Regions from separate parts of the Mus musculus genome. Here regions 1 and 3 are each linked to region 2. Evidence: chromatin contacts called from public HiChIP or PLAC-seq and promoter capture Hi-C data. All regions are on one chromosome and are shown on one strand. Each heading gives the region's core, a stretch centred on a gene start, on an enhancer-like site or on the middle of the called end of the contact. The rest is flanking DNA. Distances are from core to core; before and after follow the strand shown.

Region 1 (3,056 bases), core at 394-2,893, 160 kb after region 2:
GTTGGTTGGTTGGTTAGTTGGTTGGTTTTGGTTTTTTGAGACAGGGTTTCCCTGGCTGTCCTGGAACTCACTCTGTAGACCAGGCTGGCCTCGAACTCAGAAATCCGCCTGCCTCTGCCTCCCAAGTGGTGGGATTAAAGGTGTGCGCCACCACTGCCCGGCCTACATTTAGTTTTAAAAACCTTTTTTCCTGTAGAAAATGTCTGGTGTCCTCAGCCTGTAATCCCAGCACCTCAGGTGTTGAGACAAGAGGGTTGCAAACCCAAGTCCAGCCTGGGCACAGAATGAGTTCGGAGGTCAGCCTTGGCATCTCAGTAGAACCCTGTCTTAAACTAAGAAGAGGCTGTCCAGCTCAGAGGGCAGTGTGCTCCTCTGCTGTCACAGGTCTTCACTGTCAATTTGACTGGCTTTAGAATCTCCTAGGAGACCCACCCATGGGTGTGTTTATGCGGGCATTTCCAGAGACCTTTCACTTAGGAGGGAAGACCCTCTTTGATGTAGTGACACAAAGGAAAAGAGAAGATAAAATGCTACCAGCATCATCTCTCCCCACCACTCCCCATCCCCCCACCTATGTCACCCCCATTGTCACTTGCTATGCCACCTATTCCCCCACCCCATCCCCTACCCATTCCACCCACAAACCCCACCTCCCCACACCACTCCCCCCACCACCAGAAACCCCCCACATCTCTACCCCCACGTCCCTCTCCTCCTTCCTCCCTCCTTCCTCCTCTGTCCACCACTTCCTCACTGCAGACACTGTGCAACCAGCTAGCTGCCCAGAGCTCTTCCGGCTGGCTGTACCCTTCAATCAGCATCTTGTGAACCATGAGCCAGCAGACGCTCGCTCGCCATTAAATTGCTTTTTGCTAGTTCCTCGGCCATGGGAATAAGATGTAACTAATCTAGAGTGCTTGAGGCCCTCAGCTCAGTACCCCGTGCTGGGAGAGAAAAATGTCAACATCCCATCACATTAAAGAAAACTTAATCATTTGCCTCTCACCTTCAATAAGTATGAACATTTTTGCAAAATTTTTTCCCCTTTTGGGACTAAAATCTCTACAGGTCTGCAAAAAGAAAAATCAAAAGATTTTCCCAACCTCCTACTTGTCTCCTCTTTTATTTTAAAAAGTATCATTAGTGCTAGCAATATTTCAGGGTCTCACATAGCCAAGTGCTCTTAACCACTGAGCCCTCTCCCCAGCCCTCCCCACCCACTTTTACACGAGAGCTCCAACAATCAATCTAACTCAGCTCCCCGAGCTTGCTCTACCAGCTGAGCCATCTCACTTTTTATTTGTTCCCAGTGCTCTTTACTTGTGGAAACACCGAGGATTTGTCCCATCAGAGTTGCCATACTGTAGAAAATTTGTTGTTTCCTAGAAGTGTAGTTAAACTTGCTCTTGTGCCTTAGATTTCCAGTAAACGAAAAGTCATTTCCAGAGACTTGGTTAGAGGGGTTTAATGTGTTTGGCAACAGTACTTCATCGGCCACCGTCATCTGCACTTCAAGTGCTGTTTGTCATTTGTTTTCCAGACAGGCTGGATGGATTCTAGCCTGGCCTCAGACTCCCCTTAGAGGAGAGGATGACCTTGTATTCCGATCCTCTCGCCTCCACCTGCTGAGGGCTGGGGTTGTAGGTGAACACCACCATTCCCATTTGATTCAGTACCAGGGATAGAAGCCAGGGCCTCCTGCGTGCTAAGCAGCACTGTGACATCTGAACTGAATCTCCAGCTCGGTACACCCAATATTACAGCAAATCTGAAGTGCGTAATGTTTTAGCTGACATATTCTATTAGCTGACTAATCTGAGGCCTTATTGATCTCTTCCTTATAGAAGTCTCCGTCGGCCTTTCCCCTATTGGCTTTGCCGTCCACTAATGAGTCATTATGTTGTTAGGCATTGCCAAATGGTGATTTTTCTTACTCACGTTGCACTCATTACCTGGATAATTCTTCCATAAAAATGAACTTGTCCTAAGTATTTTATTCTCATGAAATACAGTTTATACAAGACAGGAAATGCTTCCTTCTTCGTGGCCATTTTTGTTTGTTTGTTTGTTTGTTTGTTTGTTTTTGCTTTGAGACAGTTAATAGGTTTTTCTCCACCAACGAGATAAGCTAATTCAAGCCAAATAGAGAGTAAAAAGGCAGGTTTATTTGGGGGCAGCTCACGGGCAGGTTCATGGGTTCCAAGAAATGGGGCTAACGCAGGTGGTGAGCTGGGGGTAGATTCCTCTGGTCTTCGGTCAAGAGCTGGGGCAGAAGTTAGACAGATTCACCCTGAACTTCCCGTGAGGTTCTGGGAAGGTCACCCTACAGCTCTGCACCATGCCCAAGTGGAGGGCAGAGGTGTCGGGGTGGGGAGGGGGTGGTATGGCCAGTGGGTGAGGAGGTCCCCACCATGGTACTGCCATTGGATATGTTCAGGAAACAAAGTTAGCTTGTTCTGAGCTGGGAAAGTCCCTTTTTGAGTTCCCTTCACATCTGAGGGCACTGGCAATTGTCTATGTCACCGAGGGGCCATGGGAAGCCTGGCTTGGTGCCAGCTTTGTCACAAACCCACTGTGTACATTGTAAGCTTCTTCCTCTCTGGGATTTAAGAGTCTTCCGTTTGTAAGATGGCCTACGTGAAAGCACGAAGCTAGACACCCACCAGAGCATGAGTGAGTGAGGAGGTCAGGGACGGCATGGAGCACCTGTGACACAGTCATCTAAGGGAGGGGACTAGGCAGGACAAGGACCCGGGTGGCCGACTTCTGAGAGAGGCTAGAAAGCTTTAATTTAAAAACTAGTAAATACTAGTTAACAACACCTGTAGCCAAAGCAAGAACAAAGTATGCGTCTGGGGCCAGGTGTTATGACACAGGGCTTTAATCCTGGCACTCAAGGGGACAGAGGCAGGCAGATCTCTTAAGTTCAAGGGCAGCAGAGTCTACAGAGCAAGTTTCAGGCTAGCCAAGTCTACAGAGTGAGACTCCCCTCTCCTTTCTCAAAACAACAAAAAGAAAAACTAACAAGAGGGCTGGTGAGCTGGCTCAGGGGTTAA
Region 2 (3,049 bases), core at 136-2,635:
ACTCTGGCTGGCCTGATAGCATTTATGTAGCCCACTGTGGGCTCCAACTCAAAACAAGTCTTCGTTCTCACCTTCCCAAGCAGAGGGCTGGGATTATATGCATATACTAGCATGGCTGACTGGGGTTCCCCCCAGGGTTTGCTCATTTGTTTGAGACAGGGCCTCATGTGGACCAGTGCGGCTTTGAACTCTCTGTTCCCAAAGAGGGTCTTGAACTTGTTTTTTTTTCTTAAGTTACATTTGGTGAGTGTGTGTGCCTGTATGTGTGTGCACATTCCTGCATGTGTGCATGTGTGTGCACATGTATGTGGATACTCGTGTGTGTGTGTGTGTGTCCCACGATGCACGTGAGGACAGCTTGTGGGTTGTCCCCTTCCACCATGTGGGTTGAGAAGACTGAGTAGTCAGGTTTGACTGCAGACAACCTTTGTCCACTCCCTAGCCGTGACCTTGAACTCTGATTCTCTAGCCTCTACTTCCTCTGAATGGTCAGATGATAGGCATGCCCAACCCTTCCTTTTCCCAGCTCTGGAATGTAACCTAGGGCTTCAGAGGTGCTAGGCAAACCCTCTACCAACTGGGGGACCTCTCAGCCCTGGGGTTCACTTCAGACCTTAAGGAGCAATCCTTGCTTATATCTCCAAGTATGACATAGCAAGGCTGTTTTCAGACCTAGGGACCCCAAAGACCCTGCTCACCTAGCCCCCAACAGCTATACCCAGAGTGAGACATAGGCCCACTGCCCTAATTCTCTCCCCACTCCCTACCTCCCTCCTTCCTAAGAAACTGGAAGAAACAGAACTTTGACCTGCCCTGTGGCCCAGCAGTGACTCAGGTTTTATAAGGGGGCATAGATGAAAGGGCCTGAGGCCCACAGATGTCTGACTCAACTCCAGGACCACTGCTGGTTGTTACCAGTGTCTGGGATAGAGTTTGTGGGGCCTCTGACAGCCTGTGAATAAGGATGGGGAGTCCTGGATGACCCCCAAGACTTCCTTAGCCAGGGTCAGTTGAGAGCAGACACACATGGACACCCTAGGCTCAAACTCAGCTCCTTACAACAGCCCGACCCTGCCACCCTCACTGAAGCTGTGTTCTCTCCCCTGGGATCCCCCACTTTGTCCCTTACTCAGCACCACATAAGTAGCCTCCTCCTCACAGAGTCCCCTGTCTTCATCCCCCCAGATCGCTCGTCATTGGCGGCAAGCGACAAAGCTTGAGCTCTAACCGATTTGTTCACTCATTCATTCATTCAGTGCTAATTATTTGGGGCCAAGTGCCAAGTCCTGGCCAGACTCACCCAAGGCTAGCTTTCTTAAGAAGCTGATATCCCAGGAGTCAGATGTTTGGAAGGTCCCATGGGCTTCAGCAAGGCCACAGGGAAACAGCTTGGGGGAAACTGAAGGAAGGCAGTCCGCACAGGGTTGTATTGATGACGTCCCAGCAATCAGCTCCATGCCATTCTAGGCCCAGCCCAACCCAGGGACAACACCCCCTGATGGCCATTCATTCCTTAAGCATGTGGTCATAGCTTCTGCTTGAATACTTCTAGGGACAGGGAGGTCACCTCCTGACAGTTCACATGTCCCATCCCTAGACAGTCAAGATGGCTAAGATGTTTTTCATGTGTGTTGGAATGTGCCTGCCTATAGCTCCCCACTTTTGCCTTTGTCTGGAGACACACCCCAGTAACCTAGCTACCACCCCTGCAAACACAAGGGCCTGTTCCAAGAGCCCTCTCTTCTCCACGTCTACAAGTGGATTTGCTAGCAAGGTGACCTGTGACCTCTAAGCAAGGTGTGTGGGTATGGGAAGGGAGAGGCTGAGGGGGGTGTGGGGGGAGCGTGGGAAAAAAATCTCAGCTAACCCAACAAGTCCTGGGATTCTCCCCGCTTACCTGTGAGTCACCCCCAAACTAGGCCAAACCAGTCCACAGGCCCACATGCTGCCAAACACATGGCGCATCAGACAGGCATTCACAGAGTCGAAGACCCACCACATCACACAGCACAGAAATACAGAGATACCCGCCTAGACAAACGCAGCCAGGAACACACAGCAACACACACACATGGTCACACACCAAGAGACACAAACACACAGGGGCTCTGTAGGCGTGCAAGCCACACGCTCCACTACAGAACACACAGGCACCACAGCACATGTATGCACGTATCTCCGGAACACACCCATTCAGCTCACAGCCAACAAACAAGCTCTCTCTGCTTTGCAATCCATCTGCCCTTGAATAGGAACCTGTACTTGGTGCACGCAGAGCTCACACATTCCCGCGTGCTACCCGGCTGTACTCTGCCCTTTTCCCCACATTAGTCAAACCTGCTTAAAGAACCCTCCAGCAGAGAGTGGGTCCAGAAGGACAGTGTCCCTGAGAGTCACCTCCTTCCTCTCTAGGGACCTCCTACATTCCAACTCCAGGCTGTATTCACCTAGACCCCAATCAACCAGAACCCCATGTCCCCCACCTCACCCTCCTGCCTGTTTCCCATCTGCTTCTAAAACCAGCTCACTTTCCACCCCCTCGTCCTTGTACAGACTGCCTTCCTATGCTGGGGTACCCTGGCAGCTCTCAGGGCCAGTTTGGATCACCCGTGTCCTCCTCCCTAGGCACAGAACTGGCACACCAACCCCTACCTGGACCTCCTTGCTTTGGCTTTGTTAAGGGTGCTTTTAGATCCATAGTATGTTCCACACAGCAACCACAAGTTACCCTGTGCTCTGCACAGGGCCAAAGAGACCTCTTTGCAAGGTGTGCAGCCTTAGGGGGTTTGGGGAGGTGGCTAGGGTGTAGACAGACCTGGGTTTGAATTCTGACTGGCTGGTTGGCTTTGGGCAAGTGACTTACTCTTGCGGAGCCTCAGTCTCCTGCTCTCGTTAGCTGGGGTTGATGGGAAGGTTAGCTCCTAGTCTGTGGATTAAAGAAGACTACACTTACACTTGAAAAACAAAGCACAGATGACTGGCGCCTCTGCCATCAGCAGCAGCTTCTCAGAGGCCCCTCTGGTGGCCTAGGACTCGCCTAGAGAGGCCT
Region 3 (3,495 bases), core at 301-2,800, 170 kb before region 2:
AGTCAACATGTGAGTCCTAGGAATTGAACCCGGTTCTCTTTCTGCCTGTTCTTAACTGTTGGCCATCTCCCCAGCCCCAGTTGCTTGGGCTTTTAAGAGCATCATTCTAAGCCGGGCGTGGTGGTCCACGCCTTTAATCCCAGCACTCGGGAGGCAGAGGCAGGTTTGAAGCCAGCCTGTTCTACAAAGTGAGTTCCAGGACAGCCAGGGCTACACAGAGAAACCCTGTCTCCAAAACAAAACAAAAACAAACAAACAAACAAAGGCATCATTCTAACTGGTTCTGTGATGCAAACTGTGGTCTCTATTTTTTTTGGGGGGGGAACAAAAGTAGGAAAATCACTGGAACCCCTGAGTTGTAGAGCAGTCTGAGCAACATAGCAAGAATGAAAAGCAACTCAAAAATTGTAGCAAGAATAAAAGCTGGGCTGGTGAGATGGCTCAGTGGGTAAGAGCACCCGACTGCTCTTCCGAAGGTCCAGAGTTCAAATCCCAGCAACCACATGGTGGCTCACAACCATCAGTAATGAGATCTGGCGCCCTCTTCTGGAGTGTCTGAAGACAGCTACAGTGTACTTATAATAAATAAATAAATCTTTAAAAAAAAACAAAAAAAAAAAAACAACAAAAAAAAAAGAATAAAAGCGCTTTCAGGAGGCAGCTGACATCTGCAAATGTCTTGGGAATGGCTGGGGTGCTTCCTCTTCACTTACTATGGTAACCAATAAAAGCCCTTTGTGCCCTAAAATAAGTAATAACTGAATTGATTAAAGTCTTACTTTGAGAAAGGGCCTCTAAATCTCAACAGGTTGTCAAAGGGGGCAGAGTCCACGGTGCAGCTTTTATTTACTCAGTTTCTGCTGTTTCGTTTTGTTTTGGAATGGGCTTGCTCTGTAGTCCAGGTGAGCCATCCACCTGCCTCAGCCTTCAGAATCCTGAGATGATGCCACTTATAGCCACCATTTGTTCAGATGCTCGCAAATGTCCCGTGAAGCAAGGACTGTTATGCCCTGAAATGAGCACTGAAAGTAGGTCAGCTGTCTGTGCAACAACTCCAGATGGCGATAATGAGATAGATACCACGGGGACCCGGGGATGGGTAGATAGTGGCTAGTCCTGCGCTTTGCTTCTGCGCCAACCATTCACCAAGTACTCTTTTTGGGGGTGGGGGTGGGGTGCTGAGAGGTCAGGGTCCTCTCGGCTGGGATATGAGCCCAGTTTGTTTTTTGTTTTGTGGATATTTGAGACAAAGTCTCGATGCACAGCTCTGGCTAGCCTGGAACTCACTATGTAGATTCGGCTAACGTCAAACTTATAGGGATCCTCCCTCCTTGGTGAGGCCAGTTTTGAGTTGAATCCCATGCCAGTTCCGGACTGCCTGAGTCACACACCCCTTGGCGCCAGCCCAGGAGTCCAACTGCCTAGTTGCCAAAGCCCTAGGATGCCAGAGGGGCAGGGCAGGAGGAAGACAGGCGGTGGACCAATGGCAGTGGCACTGCCTTACCTGGTTGGCCACGTGGGCCCAGGTATGCAGCGGCCCCGCCCTGCCTGCTCTGGCCCAGCCCCGCGGCCTCCGGGCTCGGGCTCGGACTGGGAGCGGAAATTCCTGCAGGGGCTGGACGCTACGGGCAGAGCTCAGGATGGAGCCCGTGGAGGCCTGGACCCCCGGGAAGGTGGCAGCTTGGCTGAGAGGTTGGTGAATCGGGAGAGGCAGGGGCGAAGTGGGCTCAAGGGGATTAGTGCGGTGTCCCTTGGACCAGAAAGTAGGGAGGGAAAAGGAGAAAGAACCTGCGGAGTCTATGAGTCAACAGGTATTTATAGAGCGTCTACCCTGTACCAGCCGACCAGCGTCCCCAATACAGGAACAGTGAGGGCAGAGATAGGCCAGGCGACACTGGAGGGCCCAAGATGCAGGAAGGGGTCTTTCCCAGACTTTAGGGGTGTTCTAGCGCCCGCCAGGGTGGCGGCAGACAGGTGCGGTGATAAGTACGCAAAACAGGGAGGCTCTAGTGGCCCACACCCCCTTTATCTCCGTCATCTTCTCAGTGCCCCAGGGCCCTGTGAGCTATTATTAAGCCCATTTTTCAGAAGTAGAAACATACACAGAGCCAGGAAGTGATTTGTTCAGTCTTGGAACAGGGCCGGCCCTGGGTGTCATTTTCTCAGCCTTAGGTTGGCAGTAAGAGAAACAGAAACCCTAGTCATACTGAAGGGGTGACACAGCTCCACCCTCAGGAGTGAAGATCACTCCCCAGGTGACCAAGAGTCACAAACACAGTCAGACTCAGGAAAAATGAGGGCGTGTGGCTGCAGGACGGGGTGTGGAGGCTCTCAGAGGGGCGTGGGGGGGGGGCGGGTAGCTGGAGCCTGCTCAGGCATTTCTGTGTGAGCAGACAGGAGAGCAACAGGCTGACTCCCCCACACTGGTGGCTACTACCGCTCACCAGGAAGGTGACCACAGGCCTCTCTATTCATGAATCGGTCAAAATGAGACCATGGTGGTGTGACTAGCTTCCGTTGCTCAAATGTTTGTGACCTCTGGGAGGGAGGATGGCAGGCCAGCACATTCAACGTGGGAATGAAATTGTCCGAGTAACCCTGGGTCCTGAATTCCCAATCCAGCCCTTGTAATGGCACAGGAGAAATGGTGGAGGAGAACCTAATGGCTACACATTCCCCATGGCAGTTGGGCCTGAAATGGGAGGCTTTCCATCAAAGCATGAGCAAGCTGCTACATCTGTATGCATTAGTGTATCAGGGACGATGATGGGTGGTCTCCACCCTCTAGAAATGGGAAGAGCAAAGGTGCCAGATGGGTAAAGTGGTTGTTTTGTTTTGTTTTGTTTTGTTTTGTTTTGTTTTGTTTTGTTTTGTTTTGTTTTGTTTTGTTTTGTTTTGTTGAGACAGGGTTTCTGTGTATAGCCCTGGTTGTGAACTCGGGGATCCTCCTGTCTCTTCTTTCCAAGTGCTGGGATTAAAGGCATTCGCCACCGCCATACCCGACTATGGGTAAAGTTCTCAAAACATTGCCTCCCACAAAGTAAGGTCATGGTAGACAGCCTGGCAGCAATGTGATGGCTGCTGCTTGCTGCCTGACTCTGGACTGAGTGGCCCAGCAATCACCTAAAATACATGGGTAGAAGCAGGCACTTCTAGCAGTCCCATTTAATTTATATTTTACATTCTATTTACTTTGTGTGTGTGTGTGTGTGTGTGTGTGTGTGTGTTTTACCTGCATGTACATATGTGCACCCTGAGAGTGCTGTCGGATGGTTGTGAGTTACCCTGTGGGTGCTGGGAGCAGAACCTGGGTCCTCTGCAAGAGCAGTCAGTGCTCTTAACCACTGAGCCATCTCTGCAGCCCCTGTTTGTTGTGTGTGATGGTCACTATATGTCAAGGTATTTGAGCATGAATTTGGTAGATGGCACTGTCGGTAGGTTGGACACACGTGCTAGAGTCATTGTCGACTATGGTTTTCACCTCAGTAGCATCAG

Evidence for each region. HiChIP or PLAC-seq counts read pairs in DNA pulled down with a chosen protein or histone mark. Capture Hi-C pulls out chosen DNA fragments and counts their contacts.
Region 1: an HNF4G HiChIP or PLAC-seq map of pancreatic cancer cells shows a contact between it and region 2. The contact joins the enhancer-like site here to the promoter of Crybg2 in region 2. A contact is called at or near these places in 1 of 484 Hi-C or Micro-C datasets (embryonic stem cells), 5 of 115 datasets of contacts at active chromatin or transcription factors (embryonic stem cells, pancreatic cancer cells and trophoblast stem cells) and 3 of 9 other capture datasets (adipose tissue, liver and pancreatic islet).
Region 3: a promoter capture Hi-C map of liver shows a contact between it and region 2. The contact joins the promoter of Cnksr1 here to the promoter of Crybg2 in region 2. A contact is called at or near these places in 10 of 39 promoter capture datasets (the 3T3-L1 cell line, the C10 cell line, cranial neural crest and 6 more), 4 of 484 Hi-C or Micro-C datasets (bone marrow-derived macrophages, embryonic stem cells, epidermal suprabasal cells and 1 more), 2 of 115 datasets of contacts at active chromatin or transcription factors (bone marrow-derived macrophages and pancreatic cancer cells) and 5 of 9 other capture datasets (adipose tissue, embryonic stem cells, liver and 2 more).

What each region holds. Positions count from the first base shown.
Region 1 is chr4:133,903,093-133,906,148 of GRCm38.p6, reverse strand. No RefSeq gene overlaps it. Among named protein-coding and RNA genes, the nearest start is that of Rps6ka1, 17 kb to the right of the region's middle. Within about 2 kb of position 1,643, at least 34 of the 459 cell types and tissues checked have an H3K27ac peak or open chromatin away from gene starts, as enhancers often do. A contact at or near this core is called in pancreatic cancer cells, where this site is marked.
Region 2 is chr4:134,066,788-134,069,836 of GRCm38.p6, reverse strand. Crybg2 (crystallin beta-gamma domain containing 2) reads right to left here and starts at 1,385. Exons shown (of 20, transcript NM_001162970.1): 1 at 1,301-1,385.
Region 3 is chr4:134,236,454-134,239,948 of GRCm38.p6, reverse strand. Cnksr1 (connector enhancer of kinase suppressor of Ras 1) reads left to right here and starts at 1,550. Exons shown (of 21, transcript NM_001081047.1): 1 at 1,550-1,692. The coding sequence starts at 1,641.